Linked DNA regions of Pan troglodytes: region 1 is linked to region 2. Evidence: chromatin contacts called from public HiChIP or PLAC-seq data. All regions are on one chromosome and are shown on one strand. The core of a region is the stretch at or near the end of the contact, and the rest is flanking DNA. Distances in the headings are between cores, read along the strand shown. Region 1 holds the start of COG7 (component of oligomeric golgi complex 7). Region 2 holds the start of SCNN1G (sodium channel epithelial 1 subunit gamma).

What was found. HiChIP or PLAC-seq counts read pairs in DNA pulled down with a chosen protein or histone mark.
Region 1: an H3K4me3 HiChIP or PLAC-seq map of stem cell-derived excitatory neurons shows a contact between it and region 2, with 5 times the contacts expected there. The contact joins the promoter of COG7 here to the promoter of SCNN1G in region 2. A contact is called at or near these places in 4 of 7 Hi-C or Micro-C datasets (blood, induced pluripotent stem cells, a lymphoblastoid cell line and 1 more), 1 of 1 datasets of contacts at active chromatin or transcription factors (stem cell-derived excitatory neurons) and 1 of 1 other capture datasets (stem cell-derived neural stem cells).

The regions. Positions count from the first base shown.
Region 1 is chr18:26,068,467-26,075,616 of NHGRI_mPanTro3-v2.0_pri, reverse strand. COG7 (component of oligomeric golgi complex 7) reads left to right here and starts at 5,822. Exons shown (of 17, transcript XM_510875.8): 1 at 5,822-6,202. The coding sequence starts at 6,034. LOC129137408 (a long non-coding RNA gene) reads right to left here and starts at 6,023. Exons shown (of 2, transcript XR_008539992.1): 1 at 5,901-6,023; 2 at 3,240-3,553.
Region 2 is chr18:25,796,718-25,804,002 of NHGRI_mPanTro3-v2.0_pri, reverse strand. It overlaps SCNN1G (sodium channel epithelial 1 subunit gamma), which reads right to left and starts at 4,635. Exons shown (of 12, transcript XM_016929627.3): 1 at 4,526-4,635; 2 at 766-1,112. The coding sequence starts at 1,082.

The sequences.
Region 1 (7,150 bases), core at 4,573-7,072, 270 kb before region 2:
AAATCATACCAAGTATGTTTTCCAATCACATGGAATTGAATTAGAAATCAACAACAGGAAATCCAAGAAATACCCAATTATTTGGAAATTAAACAACATGCTTCTAAATAACCCATGGGTTAAATGAGTCACAAGAAAAATTTAAAAACATTTAGAATCAAACAAAAATGAAAACATCAAAATTTATGAATTACAGCTAGAGCAATGCTTCAGAGGAAGTTTTTTTTTTTTTTTTTTTGAGACAGAGTCTTGCTCTGTTGCTCAGGCTGGAGTGCAATGGCATGCGTGATCTTGGCTCACTGCAACCTCCGCCTCCTGGGTTCAAGTGATTCTCCAGTCTCAGCCTCCTGAGTAGCTGGGACTACAGGTGCCCACCACCACGCCCGGCTAGTTTTTGTATTTTTAGTAGAGACAGGGTTTCACCATATTGGTCAGGCTGGTCGTGAACTCCTGACCTCAGGTGATCCAACCGCTTCGGCCTCCCAAAGTGGTGGGATTACAAGTGTGAGCCACCGCAGCCGGCCTCAGAGGAAATTTTTTTTAGAGACGGTCTCACACTGTCACCCAGGCTGGAGTGCAGTGGCACTGTTATAGCTCACTGCAGCCTCAAATTCCTGGGCTCAAATGATCTCTGGCCTTTCAGGCTTTTGAGTAGCTGGAACTACAGGTGCAAACCACCATGGCTAGATAATTTTTTTTAACTTTTTGTGGAGACAGTGTCTTGCTTTATAATTTTATTTTTTGTTTTTATTTTTTCCTAGCCATTAGACTATGAGGGAAAAATTAGTAATTTTAGATGCCTATATGAGAAAATAAAGTATTTAAAATCAGTAACCTAAGATTCTACTTTAATATACCAAAGAGCAAACTAAATTCAAAGAAAGAAGGAAACTGATTAGCATAGAGATCAATAATAGAAAATGAAAAATAGAAAAAAATTAACAAAGTCAAAGTTGAATAGAAAAAAATTAACAAAGTCAAAATAGGTTCTTTTTTTTTTTTTTTTTTGAGACACAGTCTTGCTCTATCACCCAGGCTGGAGTGCAGTGGCCTGACCTCGGCTCACTGCAATCTCTGCCTCCCAGGTTCAAGCAATTATCCTGCCTCAGCCTCCTGAGTAGCTGGGATTACAGGCGCCAACGACCACGGCTGGCTAATTTTTGTGTTTTTAGTAGAGACGGGGTTTCACCATGTTGGCCAGGCTGGTCTCAAACTCCTGACCTCAGATGATCTGCCCGTATTGGCCTCCCAAAGTGCTGGGATTATAGGCGTGAGCCACCGCACCCGGCCTGCAGCTGATTCTTTTAAAAGAGCAACAGAATTCACAAATTTCAGCAGACTGACCAAGGGAAAAAAAAATTACCAAAGTCAGGAAAGAACAGGCAGACGTCACAATTCTACAGATGAGAAAAGACTATATGAGGATCCTTTGAACAATTTTATGCCAACAAATTATACAACTTGGATGAAATGGACAATTATTTTTGAGATGGAGTCTTGCTCTGTTGCCCTGGCTGGAATGCAGTGGTACAATCACGGCTTCCTCCAACCTCCGCTTCCCAGGCTCAAGCAATCCTGCCTCAGCCTCCCTAGCAGCTGGGACTACAAAAAAACACAAAATAAAAAAAATTAAAAAAAATTAGCCATGCAAGTGTAATCATAAGAAAGCTGGAGTGGCTATGTTAATATCACATACAATAGACTTTTTTTTTTTTTTTTTAGACAAAGTCTTGCTCTGTCTCCCAGGCTGCAGCGCAGTGGCGCAATCTCACCTCACTGCAACCTCCACCTCCTGGATTCAAGCAATTCTCCTGCCTCAGCCTCTCAAGTAGCTGGGATTACAGACACCCACCACCATGCCCGGCTAATTTTTGTATTTTTAGTAGAGACGAGGTTTCACCCTGTTGGCCAGGCTGGTCTCGAACTCCCGACCTCAAGTGATTCGGCCTCCCAAAGTGCTGTGATTACAGGTGTGAGCCACCGCACCTGGCCTAAAACCGACAATTTTTTTTTTTTTTTGGGTGGAGTCTTGCTCTGTTGCCCAGGCTGGAGTGCAATGGCGCAATCTCCACCTACTGCAACCTCCGCCTCCTGGGTTCAAGCAATTCTCCTGCCTCAGCCTCTCGAGTAGCTGGGATTACAGGTGTGTGCCATCATGCCCAGCTAATTTTTGTATTTTTAGTAAAGACAGGGTTTCACCATATTTGGGCCAGGCTGGTCACGAACTCCTGACCTCAAGCTATCCGTCGCCTTGGCCTCCCAAAGTGTTAGGATTACAGCACTTTGTGCCTGGTCCCAAGATTCATTTGCCATCTTAAAATCAATTACTATATCATTTGAATAGAATGTGACAAGAACGACATGATTATCTCAATAGGCAGAGAAAAAAAAATACAAAATCCAACATCCTAAAAAAACTCTCAACAAACTAGGAATAGAAAGGGACTTCTGGCCGGGTGCAGTGGCTCACGCCTGTAACCCAGCACTTTGGGAGGCAGAGACAGGTGGATCACCTGAGGTCATGAGTTCGAGACCAGCTTGGCCAACATGGTGAAACCCCGTCTTTAGTAAAAATATGAAAAATTAGCCACATGTGGTTGTGGGCACCTCTAATCCCAGTTACTTGGAAGGCTGAGGCAGAAGAATCGCTTGAACCCGGGAGACGGAGGTTGCAGTGAGCCGAGATTGCGCCATTGCACTCCAGCCTGGGCAACAAAAGCAAAACTCTGTCCCCCCGCACCCGCCCCCCCAAAAAAAAATTGCAAAGGAAAAAGTGTCTATTCACAGACGACATGATCCTGTATGTAAACAAATCCCAAACAACACCCCAACACACAAACTAGAAGACAAATTTAACAGTCAAATGGTACAAGATAAATCTATAAAAATCAATTGTTGCTGAGTGTGGTGGCTCACGCCTGTAATCCCAGCACTTTGGGAGGCTGAGGCAGGTGGATCACCTGAAGTCAGAAGTTCAAGACCAGCCTGGCCAACAAGGCAAAACCTCGTCTCTACAAAAATTAGCTGGGTGTGGTGACACATGCCTGTAATCCCAGCTACTTGGGAGGCTGAGGCAGGAGAATTGCTTGAATCTGGGAGACGGAGGTTGCAGTGAGCTGAGATTGCCCTGCTGTACTCCAGCCTGTGTGACAAAGCAAGACTCTGTCACACACACACACAAAATCATTTTTCTGTAACAAGAAACTATGAAAATTAAGAAAATTCCATTCATGGTAGCATTAAAAGGAAATACTTATTTTATTTATTTATTTTTTGAGACGGAGTCTCACTCTGTCACCCAGGCTGGATAACAGTGGCCCGATCTCTGTTCACTGCAACCTTTGCCTCCCGGGTTCAAGCAGTTCTCCTGCCTCAGCCTCCTCAGTAGCTGGGATTACAGGTGCACACCACCACGCCAGGCTGTTTTTGTATTTTCAGTAGAGACGGGGTTTCACCATGTTGGGCAGGCTAGTCTTGTATCAAACTCCTGACCTTGTGATCCGCCTGCCTCGGCCTCCCAAAGTGCTGGGATTGCAGGCATGAGCCACTGCACCTAGAAAAGGAAATACTTATAAATAAATAAATTTAACAAAATAAGTGCAAGACTTGTATTATACAATGAAAACTACAAAATATTGCTGAGAGAAATTAAAGAAGATCTAAATCAGATCTAAATCCCCAGGGGTGATTCCTACTAGGGAACACTTGGCACTGTGTGGACAGATTTTTGGTTGTCACAACTTGGAGAGGATGTTGCTCCTAATGGGTAGCGGCCAGGGATGCTGCGAAATATCTTACAATGCATAGGACAGCCCCCATAACTAAAAATTATCTGGGCTCAGTAGTGCCAAGGCTGAAAAATTCCCATCTAAATAAATGAAGAGGCGTTTCATGCTATGGATTGGAACAGTCAATATTGTCATGATGGCAATTCTCCTAAAATTAATCCAACAATTCAACAGTTCAACATAATCCCTGTCAAAATCCCAGCAGGATTTTTTTTTTTTTTTTTTTTTTTGGGGATGGAGTCTCGATCTGTTGCCCAGGCTGGAGTGCAGTGGCGGATCTCGGTTCACTGCAACCTCTGCCTCCTAGGTTCAAGCGATTCTCCTGCCTCTGCCTCCTGAGTGGCTGGGATTACAGGCGCGTGCCACCATGCCCAGCTAATTTTTTTATTGTTAGTAGAGATGGGGTTTGACCATGTTGGTCAGGCTGGTCTCAAACTCCTGACCTCATCATCCGCCTGCCTCGGCCTCCCAAAGTGCTGGGATTACAGGCATGAGCCACTGCGTCCTGCCTAAATTTTTAACAAGAACAAAGTAAGAGGACTTACAGTATCAGATTGCTGCCCTCGCCTCCCCTCGTCTCCCCTCCCCGCATTGCTCCCCTCCTCTCCCCTTCCCTCCTCTCCCCTCCCCCCAAATAATTGGGACTCCTAGCAGAAGGGTTACCCCAGTTAAAACCTACTCAACCCAGAAGAATGAGACAAACCAAGGGAGATGCCAATGAAAAACGAGAGATTATCAGGCCTGGAGATGGCAGCCAGCCACTCATACCCCAATGGCAGGCCAACCTGGAAAACTGTCCCCTGTAGGGTTTCCAAGGATGACATCTTGTCCTCCCCCTTGGGTTGGTCCCACTCTTGAAACAACATAAAAACTTAGAACCTAAAGAATACCCTCATACCTTCCCCTACCTTTTCTTCTTTTCTTTTCGAGACAGGGTCTCGCTCTGTCACCCAGGCTGGAGTGCAGTGGCGTGATCACAGCTCACTGCAGCCTCGACCTCCTGGGCTCAGGCAATCCTCTCACCCCAGCCTCTCGAGTAGCTGAGACTACAGGTGTGCGCCACCACACTCAGCTAATTTTTAATTTTTTTGCAGAGACGGGGTCTTCCGATGTTGCCCAGGCTGAGAAATTGTTTGTGATTATGGGTTATGCACAGATTTCTCAGCCGCAACACCAAAAGCATGATCCATTAAAAAAAGGTGATAAGGAACTTAACAAACTTTAAAAGGTCTGCACCTCAAAACACATCATTAAGAAAATAATTAGGCCAGGCGCAGTGACTCACGCCTGTGATCCCAACACTTTGGGAGGCCGAGGCAGGCGGATCACCTGAGGTTGGGAGTTTGAGGCCAGCCTGGCCAGCGTGGTGAAACCCCATCTCTACTAATAATACAAAAAGTAGCCGGGCGTGGTGGCACGCGCCTGTAATCCCAGCTACTCGGGAGGCTGAGGCAAGACACTCGCTTGAACCTGGGAGGCGGAGGTTGCAGTGAGCCGAGATCGCGTCACTTCGCTCCAACCTGGGCGACAGAGCAAGACTCCGTCTCAGAAAGAAAGAAAGAAAAAGAAAGAAATAGCCGGGAGTGTTGTCGCGCGCCTGTAGTCCCAGCTACTCTGGAGGCTGAGGTGGGAGGATCGCTGGAGCCCAGAAATTTGAGGCTGCAGTGAGCTGAGATCGTTCAATTGCCCAGGAATTTGAGGCTGTAGTGAGCAGAGATCGTTCAATTGCACTCCATTGCTGCCCACTGCGCTCCACTGTTGCCCAGGCTGTCCTAGAACTCCTGGCCTCAAGCGATTCTCCCGCGTCAGCTTCCTAAAGAGCTGGGATTACAGGCGCGAGCCACCGCGTAAATGCGCTAATGTATGTCAGGGCTTTATAGTAAGCATATAGTTTAGTCCTCGGCAAATGTTAGCAGACATGGGATATTTGTCGGTGCCGGGAGCTCTCAGTCCGGGGCGTTTTCCCACACCCAGCTCTGCTCAGCGCTCCGGACGCCTACAGTCACTATGGTAACGGCCAACGACTTCCGGAAGAAGAACGGCGGCCGGCGAGGGTCATTCCCAGCCGCAACCTGAGTGGGCTGAGCGGGGAAGTGCAAAGGGGCAAGTTACCCGTCCTGGCGTTTCTGGGGTTCGCCTCGGAGGCTAGCCTCGGTGCTCTCGCAGGCTCGCTCGCTTCTGCATCCCCGTTGCCGCCCGGAGCCAACTCTTAAGTTCTGGACGCCAGGCCTGAGGCAGTTCCGCCATGGACTTCTCCAAGTTCCTGGCAGACGACTTCGACGTGAAGGAGTGGATCAATGCGGCCTTCAGGGCCGGCTCCAAGGAGGCGGCGTCCGGGAAGGCGGATGGCCACGCAGCCACCCTGGTGATGAAGCTGCAGCTGTTCATCCAAGAGGTGAACCACGCCGTGGAGGGTGAGCCGCTCGGGGCCCTGGCCGCGGGACCCTCTCCTCCTCTCGGCTGGGCAGAGGTCACCGAACTTGCGTGAGGCACTCAGGTGGGCGGGGCACGCATGGACAGCAAATACCCTCGGCAAAAGAGCAAGCCCCGAACTCCTGATCACGTCAGCGGGAGTCTCAGCTGGCTGCCGGGCTGTCTTGAACACTTGCTAATTTTGGGTGTTGTTTTTCCTCCTCTGGCTGGGCTATAAGTTTCCTTTTTCTTCTCTTTCTTTCTCTTTGTTTTTTTCTTTTGAAACAGGGTCTCTCTCTGTTGCCCAGGCTACAGTGCAGTGGCTCGATCATAGCTCACTGCAGCCTCGAACTCCTGCACTCAAGCGATCCTCTCGCCTCTCGAATCGCTAGGACTACAGGCGCGAGCCACCACGCCCCACAAATTTTGTTTAAAAAAAAATTGTAGAGATGGGATCTCACTGTGTTGCCAGGCTGGTCTCAAATTCAAATTCCTGGGCATAATGGGTTTTCCAGTCTTGGCCTCCCAAAGTGCTGTGATTATACCTGTGAGCCACCACATCTGGCCTGAAGTTTCCTTTTGGAACTTAAAAGAGTGGATCTTATTGCAGTAGCTCTTCTCTAAATAATTCAATAGCAGATCTCTGGGATTCCCTTTTTATTATTATCCATAGGCACTGGAAGACAAGATGGATCTTTTTAAATGCTAGAAGTTTTAACCAGTTCTTAACATGTCTTTGTTGAGGCACCTTCCAGAACATAAGATACAACAACTCCAGTTTCTGTTATAGTGACTTGAATCTCAGAGTCAAGAGCCCAGTGTCAAAGAAAATTGGCTTTGACTTTTTGTAATCTAGGAGCACGAGTCTGTGAGATGTTTATTCAAAGAGTTAAAGAGCCTGTTTTGTACCAAACAATAAACTGTAAAAAGAAAAAAAAAAGTGAATTTTG
Region 2 (7,285 bases), core at 3,386-5,885:
AGACCAAAGTGGCAGCACCACTTGAGCTCAGGAGTTTGAGACCAGCCTGAGTAACATAGCGAGACCCCATCTCTTAAAAAATAAAAAATTTTAGCTGGATGTGGTGGCATGTGCCTATAGTCCCAGCTACTCAGGAGGCTGCAGTAGGAGGATTGCTTGAGCCCAGGAGGTCGGGGCTGCAGTGAGCTATGATTTCACCACTGCACTCCAGCTTGGGTGACAGAGTGAGACCCTGCCTCCAAAAAAAAAAAAGGCCAGGTACTGTGGCTCACACCTGTAATCCAAGCACTTTGGGAGGCCAAGGCGGGTGGATCACCTGAGGTCAGGAGTTCAAGACCAGCCTGGCCCAGCATGGTGAAATCCCGTCTCTACTAAAAACACAAAAAAATTAGCCTGGCGCTGTGGTACACCCCTGTAGTCCCAGCTACTCGGGAGGATTGTTAGAACCTGGGAGGTGGAGGTTGCAGTGAGCCGAGATCGCGCCATTGCATCCCAGCCTGGGCAACAAGAGCGAAACTCCATCTCAAAAAAGGAAAAAGAAAAGAAAAAAAACAAGTCACTGATGGTCTGAAAACTTGGTACATACAGATTTAGAACTGGGGAGGGGACTGTTTGCCAGCGTTAGCAACAAATTCAAATTTCTAGAAAGCACATTTGTAGGCTGGAATCGACCTGCAGGCTGCCAGTGTGTCACTTTCGGGAGGGGCTTTGGCCTCTGTGGGGGGCCTGGCTCCCTACTCGCGTTTCCCTGCTCGTGCCTCTTACTTGTAGGGGTTGATGTTGCAGATGGTGACTGCAGGAAAATCCAGCTTCCGGAAGTGGACTTTGATGGAAACTGAGACAGTATAGAAGGAGAAGACGAGGAGGGCGCACTGCCAGAGGATGAGGGCGACGGCAGTCAGTGTGAACCCGATCCAGAGGAGGCGGCGCAGACGGCCGCGGGACACCACGATGCGGCGACAGCCATGGGTGTTGGTGTTGAGGCAGTACCACCGCATCAGCTCTTTAATGGTCGGCGCCTGAGGGCCCGTCACGGGCAGATTCTTCTTGATTTTGGCTTTGATCTTCTCTCCGGGAGCCATGGCGAGGATGGGACTTTGAGGACGGGCGTGCTGGAGGGGCAAAGAAGAGAAGCAGGTGAGCTGGCAGGCACTAGCCGGCTAGTGTGTCCCTGGAGACCACAGTCTGGGAAACACCAGTCCACGCGCCCTTAGAGACCTCCTTCCTCTGTTCCTCTGTGGCTTAGGCACTTTGCATTCTGAATCCTTGGCCCCTTTTCCAAGGGACGTTTGTTTTTGGCCACCACAGCTGCCAGAGAAGCTGCCTACTTCTCTTACGGCCCCCAGGCCTAGCCGTGCGGGGGCTGGGTGAGGTGCAACCTGCGAAGCGCTGGCTGGACAGGCTGCAGGACCTTTCCCCAGGTTCCTGGGCAGGAACTCTGGAAGCAGCCCCATCAGCTCTCTTATCAGGCAGGGGTACCCGTGCCTTATCACCTCCAGTAGCCCGCCTTCCTTAAGGGCAGCATTCCTATCTCATTATGCCCCCTGGTTCCTAGCACAGTGTCTGGCACAGAGCAGTGCTCGGCAGATTGTAACTGACAGATGAAATCTGCCAAGAAAATTTCCCGGCAGCCACCTTAGATCATATTCCTGGCTGCATTTTCCCCAGCCTTTTCTCTGAGGCTTTATTATAAGTGAAACGATTTCTCTTTTGTTTCTTCTCTTTACAGTCAAGCTCTTAATGTTTCTAGATCACCTGATGTAACAATAACCTACAACTATTGGCCACTTAGTGTTTGCCAGGCATTGTGCCATATTTCCTTGATTCTAAGATACCATTAATTTAGAGAATGCCCTTGATTTAATAACAGCTTTGGGGGAGAGTACCAGTATTGGAAGGCAAATTATCACATTCATCAATGTACACGATGCATCTCAACTATACAAACTTTACAATGAGAAATAATTTTAGAAATGAACTAATATACTACATAAAAACTCATTTCATGTTTATAATATATAGTCTCATTAGTCTCATAAGTAAATTTGTCTCTCTCTATAAATATACACATAGCCTACATATATTTCATTTTGTGTTTCAATAGTTCCATGAAGTAGGCATGCTATTATTATATCCATGTTACAGAGGAGAAAAATGGGCTCAGAGAGGTTGAATATCTTGTGTAAGATGATGCAGCTGGTTAGTGGAGGAGCTGGATGGAACCCTGCAGCCTTCACTGCTATGGCATACGCCTTTGAGGGGCCTGGTAGTACGCTGGGTGCAGGGAGTTAATTAACAATACCAAGAACTAAAGGTAGGAGGAAAGAGAAGGAACACAGCTATTTAATTTCCAAACTCTGAACAGTGCACATGACCACTTCTCAAGACTTGTGAGCACTAGTATTGGGGGTGGGGGATATATGAAAACTGTGTCGTCCTATGCCTTCTACAGTGACAAAGGCAAATTAGGACATATCCTAGGGTATACAGGGTGGTCCCCAGGACCAGAGAGGACCTGTGTCTGTGACTTCGATGTGCCCCATCAAGATTTTTAGGCAGTATTCGGAACCTGCAGAGTTATGTCTTTTTTTCCCACCCTGAACCCATGAAATATGGGCTAAAATTGGAAGCTGGGGCAAAGCTAGGAGGCTTCCAAGCTTATGATGCTAGTGGGTTTAAGGCCTCAGATGGAAAGGAAATGGAGTGCTGCGCATGGAGGTGAGATGTCCAGAGCAGCCAAACTGCTCTAAACCCTCCATAGATTGATACGATTTTGCTGGGGTGAAGAACACCATCAAAATGATGCTAGTAGCCTCTGGGCAAGAGGAATATAATTTATTTTTTTATCACTTAAAATATTGCCTATCCTTACCTCCTCCCTCACTACAATCCAAAAAAATAAAAAATGAAATAAAGAAGAAGGAAAGAAAGAAAAAAATTAGCAAGAGTTTGTTTTTAAAATCTAGGTCCAGGTTCAATTGCTTGTCAAATAAAACTGCAGCCCTCCTCTGTGAATGCTCAACAGAAGCTGTGATACTGGAAGCTCCTATCCCCAGCTCTCAGGGGTACCTCTGCCCCATCAGCCCCTTCCCCAGAACCGACCTTGACCCCAATGGATCAGTCGACAATGTCAGAGGAGCCTCAAGTGAAGGAAGGGAACCGATCTTGCTCTTTGCAAAACAGATAAAATATTCATATAAATAATATTTCAACTTCAAAGCAAAACAAGACTGTAGCTACCATTAGATTATGCAGCCTGAGCCAATGTGATACCCTTGGTGGAAGAATTACTAGCTGATACCCAGCACTTACTCTTCTAAGTACTTTGCAGCTGTCACCTCATTTAATTTTCATGATAATCGTCTGAGGTAGGTATCACAACCACCTCCATTGTACAAATGAAACAGACGCTGACAGGTTAAGTAGCTTGCCCGAGGTCACACTAGAAAGTGGCTGAGCTGGGATTTGCACCTAGGAGTCCCTTTAACGACTAACTAGGCTGCTCCTCAATCATTAATAATAATAACGGCAGCAGGGAAAGCAGCAATAATGGCAGCTATCACTTATTGATCCCTTTCTGTACTCCCAGGCATCCCACTCAGTCCTTTTCACACACTACCTGGTTTAATCCTCACTACAGTTATATGAGGTGCTATTACTTGGCCCATTTCACAGAGAAGGAAACTGAGGCACAGAGGTTAGGTAATTTGCCCAAGACCACACAGGTAGAAAGGATTTGAAGGATTCTTTAGAATTCCAGGGCCCTGGCTCATCGCAGCGGCTCCGTGTACCCCCTCCTCACCTACCACCGACTTTGCCTGTCCCCCATCCCACAGTGCAGGACCCCAAAGCTTGGAGAGGGATGAGAGATTTGCCCCAAGTCTAGCGTTGGGTTCGCTGGACCGGAGAGTTCCCGATCAGTGCCCGTCCCGAAGGGCGAGTCCTGTGCAGAAATCACTTGAACTCAACCTCAGGGCCCTGACCCGAGCTCCTGCCGAGCGACCCCGCAGCCCTGCCCTCCCTGCGCGGAGCGAGCGGGCGCTGTCCTGTGGCGGAAGCCACGTCTGCCCCGGGGGAGCGCCGGCTGAAGGCGCTGGAGCGAATCCAACCAGCCCACTTCAAGTGTTTGCTTCTTTCTGCACCAAGTCACCCCGGAGAAAGCATTCCAGAGGGTAGAAGGAACAGTAGCGGACAGGTCCACGCGACTCAACCCGGCACGGAAGGGAGCTGAACAGGCGCTGGGCGGAGAAAAGAGGCCAGGTGTGGCCCGGGACCCCCAGACCCCCGGACTCTGAGTGGCTCTCGACTGGCTTTGTGCTCCGGGCCACGGCGTGGGTAGACCCCGGAGAGCTGGCGGCTACCGCCCGGGCAAGATGTCCCAGCATCCCGGGCACCGGGAAGCCGCCACCGGCTGATGCTGGCTCGGCCACCCACCGCGCTGACGGCGTCCGACGCCCTGGCGCCTGGCAGCCGCTCCAGTGCCCAGAACCCCCGAGCTGGTCCGACCCAACCCGGCTGAACTCACCTTTCGGTTCCAAAGGGTCCAAGGCTCGTGAATGAGCGATCCGGGTGCGCTGCTCCTCTGCTCGCTCTTGGGCTAGCATCCCCTGGCAGCACCACCGCGGGCTCTTGTGGGCCGGCCTGGCCCCGCCCCCTAGGGCCCCGCCTCCCCAGGCCCCGCCCCCACCTGCCCAGGTGCTTTCCCCAGGCCGCCAGGCACCTGAGACCGCCCGGAGCGGGCCACGACTTCACAACGCCCCCTGGCGCCCCGAGGCCGCCCTGCGCCCCAGCCCGGCTGCGCTGCGCCTTCCTGGGCCACTGCGCAGTGCCTGCTGCCGCCCCGAGGCCGCCCTGCCATCCTGCATTCCCGCTGGGTCTCTGCGGCACTTACCCCAAGGCGCCTCAAAGCGCCTGCCGCCCCCTATTACTGCCCCGCGACTTCCTTCCACTCTCGTCCAGATGGCAGGCGCCTGCCCTGGCACCAGCAGGAATCCCACGCAGCCTCGCTCCTCGGACTCCCTCCAGACCTGCAGCTTCAGTGCCCACCAGCGTCCGGCTGTAGGCAGCAGGGGCTGTTCAGCAAGGCCACTCATCCTTTGACCTTTTCAGCTGCTTCTTTCTCTTTCTTTCGTTCTTTCCTCCTTCCTTCCTTTTTCTTTCTTTTCCTCTTTCCTTCTTTTTTTTTTTTTTTTTTTTGACGGAGTCTCGCTCTGTCGCCCAGTCTGGAGTGCAATGACGCTATCTCAGCTCACTACAACCTCCGCCTCCCGGGTTCAAGCAATTCTCCTGCCTCAGCCTCCCAAGTAGCTGGGATTACAGGCGCGCGCCACCATGCCCGGATTAATTTTTGTGTTTTTAGTAGAGACGCGGTTTCACCATGTTGGCCAGGCTGGTCTCAAACTACTGACCTCAGGTGATCTACACGTCTTGGCCTCCCAAAGTGCTGGGATTACAGGTGTGAGCCACCGCGCCTGGCCTGTCCTTCTTTCTCTTTCTTTCTTTCCTTTCTTTCCTCCTTCCTTCCTTGCCTGCCTGCCTGCCTTCCCGCCCGCCCACCTTCCATCCTTCCTTCCTTCCTTCCTTCCTTTCTTGCTTGCTTGCCTTCCTTCCTTCCTCCCTCCCTCTTTCTTTCTTCTTTCTCTCTCTCCCTTCCTTCCTTCCTCCCTCCCTCCTCTTTTTCTTTCTTTCTTTCTTTTTCTTTCTTTCTTTCCTCTGTTTCTCTCTTTCTTTTTTTAACAGGGTCTCCCTCTGTCACCTTGGCTGGAGTGCAGTGCTGCAATCATAGCTCACTGTAGCTGCCAACTACTGGGCTCAAGCGAGCCTCCCGCTTCAGCGTCTCAAATAGCTGGAATTACAGAGGTAAGCCACCTTTCCTGGCTTCAGCTGCCTTTTTATAGGGACTCAGATAACTACAAGAAACGAGATTAGAAAACTGCAATTGGGAGGGACCATACAGACACAGCCCCTTTGTGCCGGGGAGAAACTGAAGCCCAGAGAGAGGAAAGGATCTGTTCTTACCTAGAGCTTCTCAGATTTGAATGTGGTTACAATCACCTATGGATGTTGTTAAAATGCAGATTCTGACTCGATAGGGGTGGAGTGGGTCTTAAGAGTCCGAATTTCCAAATTCCTAGGAGATGCCATGGTTGCTGGTCCAAGGGCTGTTTGCCCAGGTGGATGGAAACAGGTCCAGCATTATTGGAGAGAAATTTAAAGAAAATCCTCTAAAAAGTCTCAGCTGCTTCTTCTAACACTATATGCTCATTGCAAAGAATTAAAACAATAAACTGTGCCCCCACCCCTCCCCAAATAAGCATGGCTAACAGTTTGGTTATTATTTGGTGTGTGTGTATGTGTGTGTGTCCACACACACATATTAGTTTTATATATATACACATACATATATAATGGGATTTTGAAACACACACTGTTCAAATTCTATGTTTGTTTTGAATGACAATACACAGTTATATTCTCACTGCAAAATAAAGCCAGCTTTTTCTTCTTTTTGTCTTTTAAATTATTTATTTATTTATTTATTTTGAGACAGGGTCTTGCTCTGTCACCCAGGCTGGAATGTAGTGGCATGATCATGGCTTACTGCAGTCTCAACTTCCTGTGGCTCCAAGGATCCTCCCACCTCAGCCTCCCAAGTAGCTGGGACCACAGGTGCATGCCACCGATACCCAGCTAATTTTTTTTTTTTTTTTTTTTTTTGGTAGAGAAGGGGTTTCACCATGTTTCCAAGGCTGGTCTTGAACTCCCGAGTTCAAGGGATCTACCCATCTCAGCCTCCCAAAGTGCTGGCATTATAGGCATGGAATTAGGCTAGATTGACTTTTTTAAAAATCAAGTTAAAATTTATATACAGTGAAACGCACAATTTTTTTGTTTGTTTGTTTTTGAGGCAAGGTCTTGCTCTGTCACCCAGGGTGGAATGCAGTGGTGTGATCATAGCTCACTGCAGCCTCCAACTCCTGGGCTCAAGCAATCCTCCTGCCTCAGATTACAAAATAGTAGCTAGGACTAGAGGTTTGTGCCACCATGCCTGGCTAATTTTTTATTTTTGTGGAGATGGAATTTCACTATGTTGCCCAGGCTGGTCTTGAACTCCTGGCCTCAAGAAATTTGCCTGCCTTGGCCTCTCAAAGTGTTATGATTGCAGGCATGAGCCACTGCACCTGGCCCAAAATGTACAAGTCAAGGAGTTTTGGTAAATGTGTACACTCCTATGACCAACACCATCTGATTCTTCAGTACAGAGTGGTATTGCCTCTAAACCACT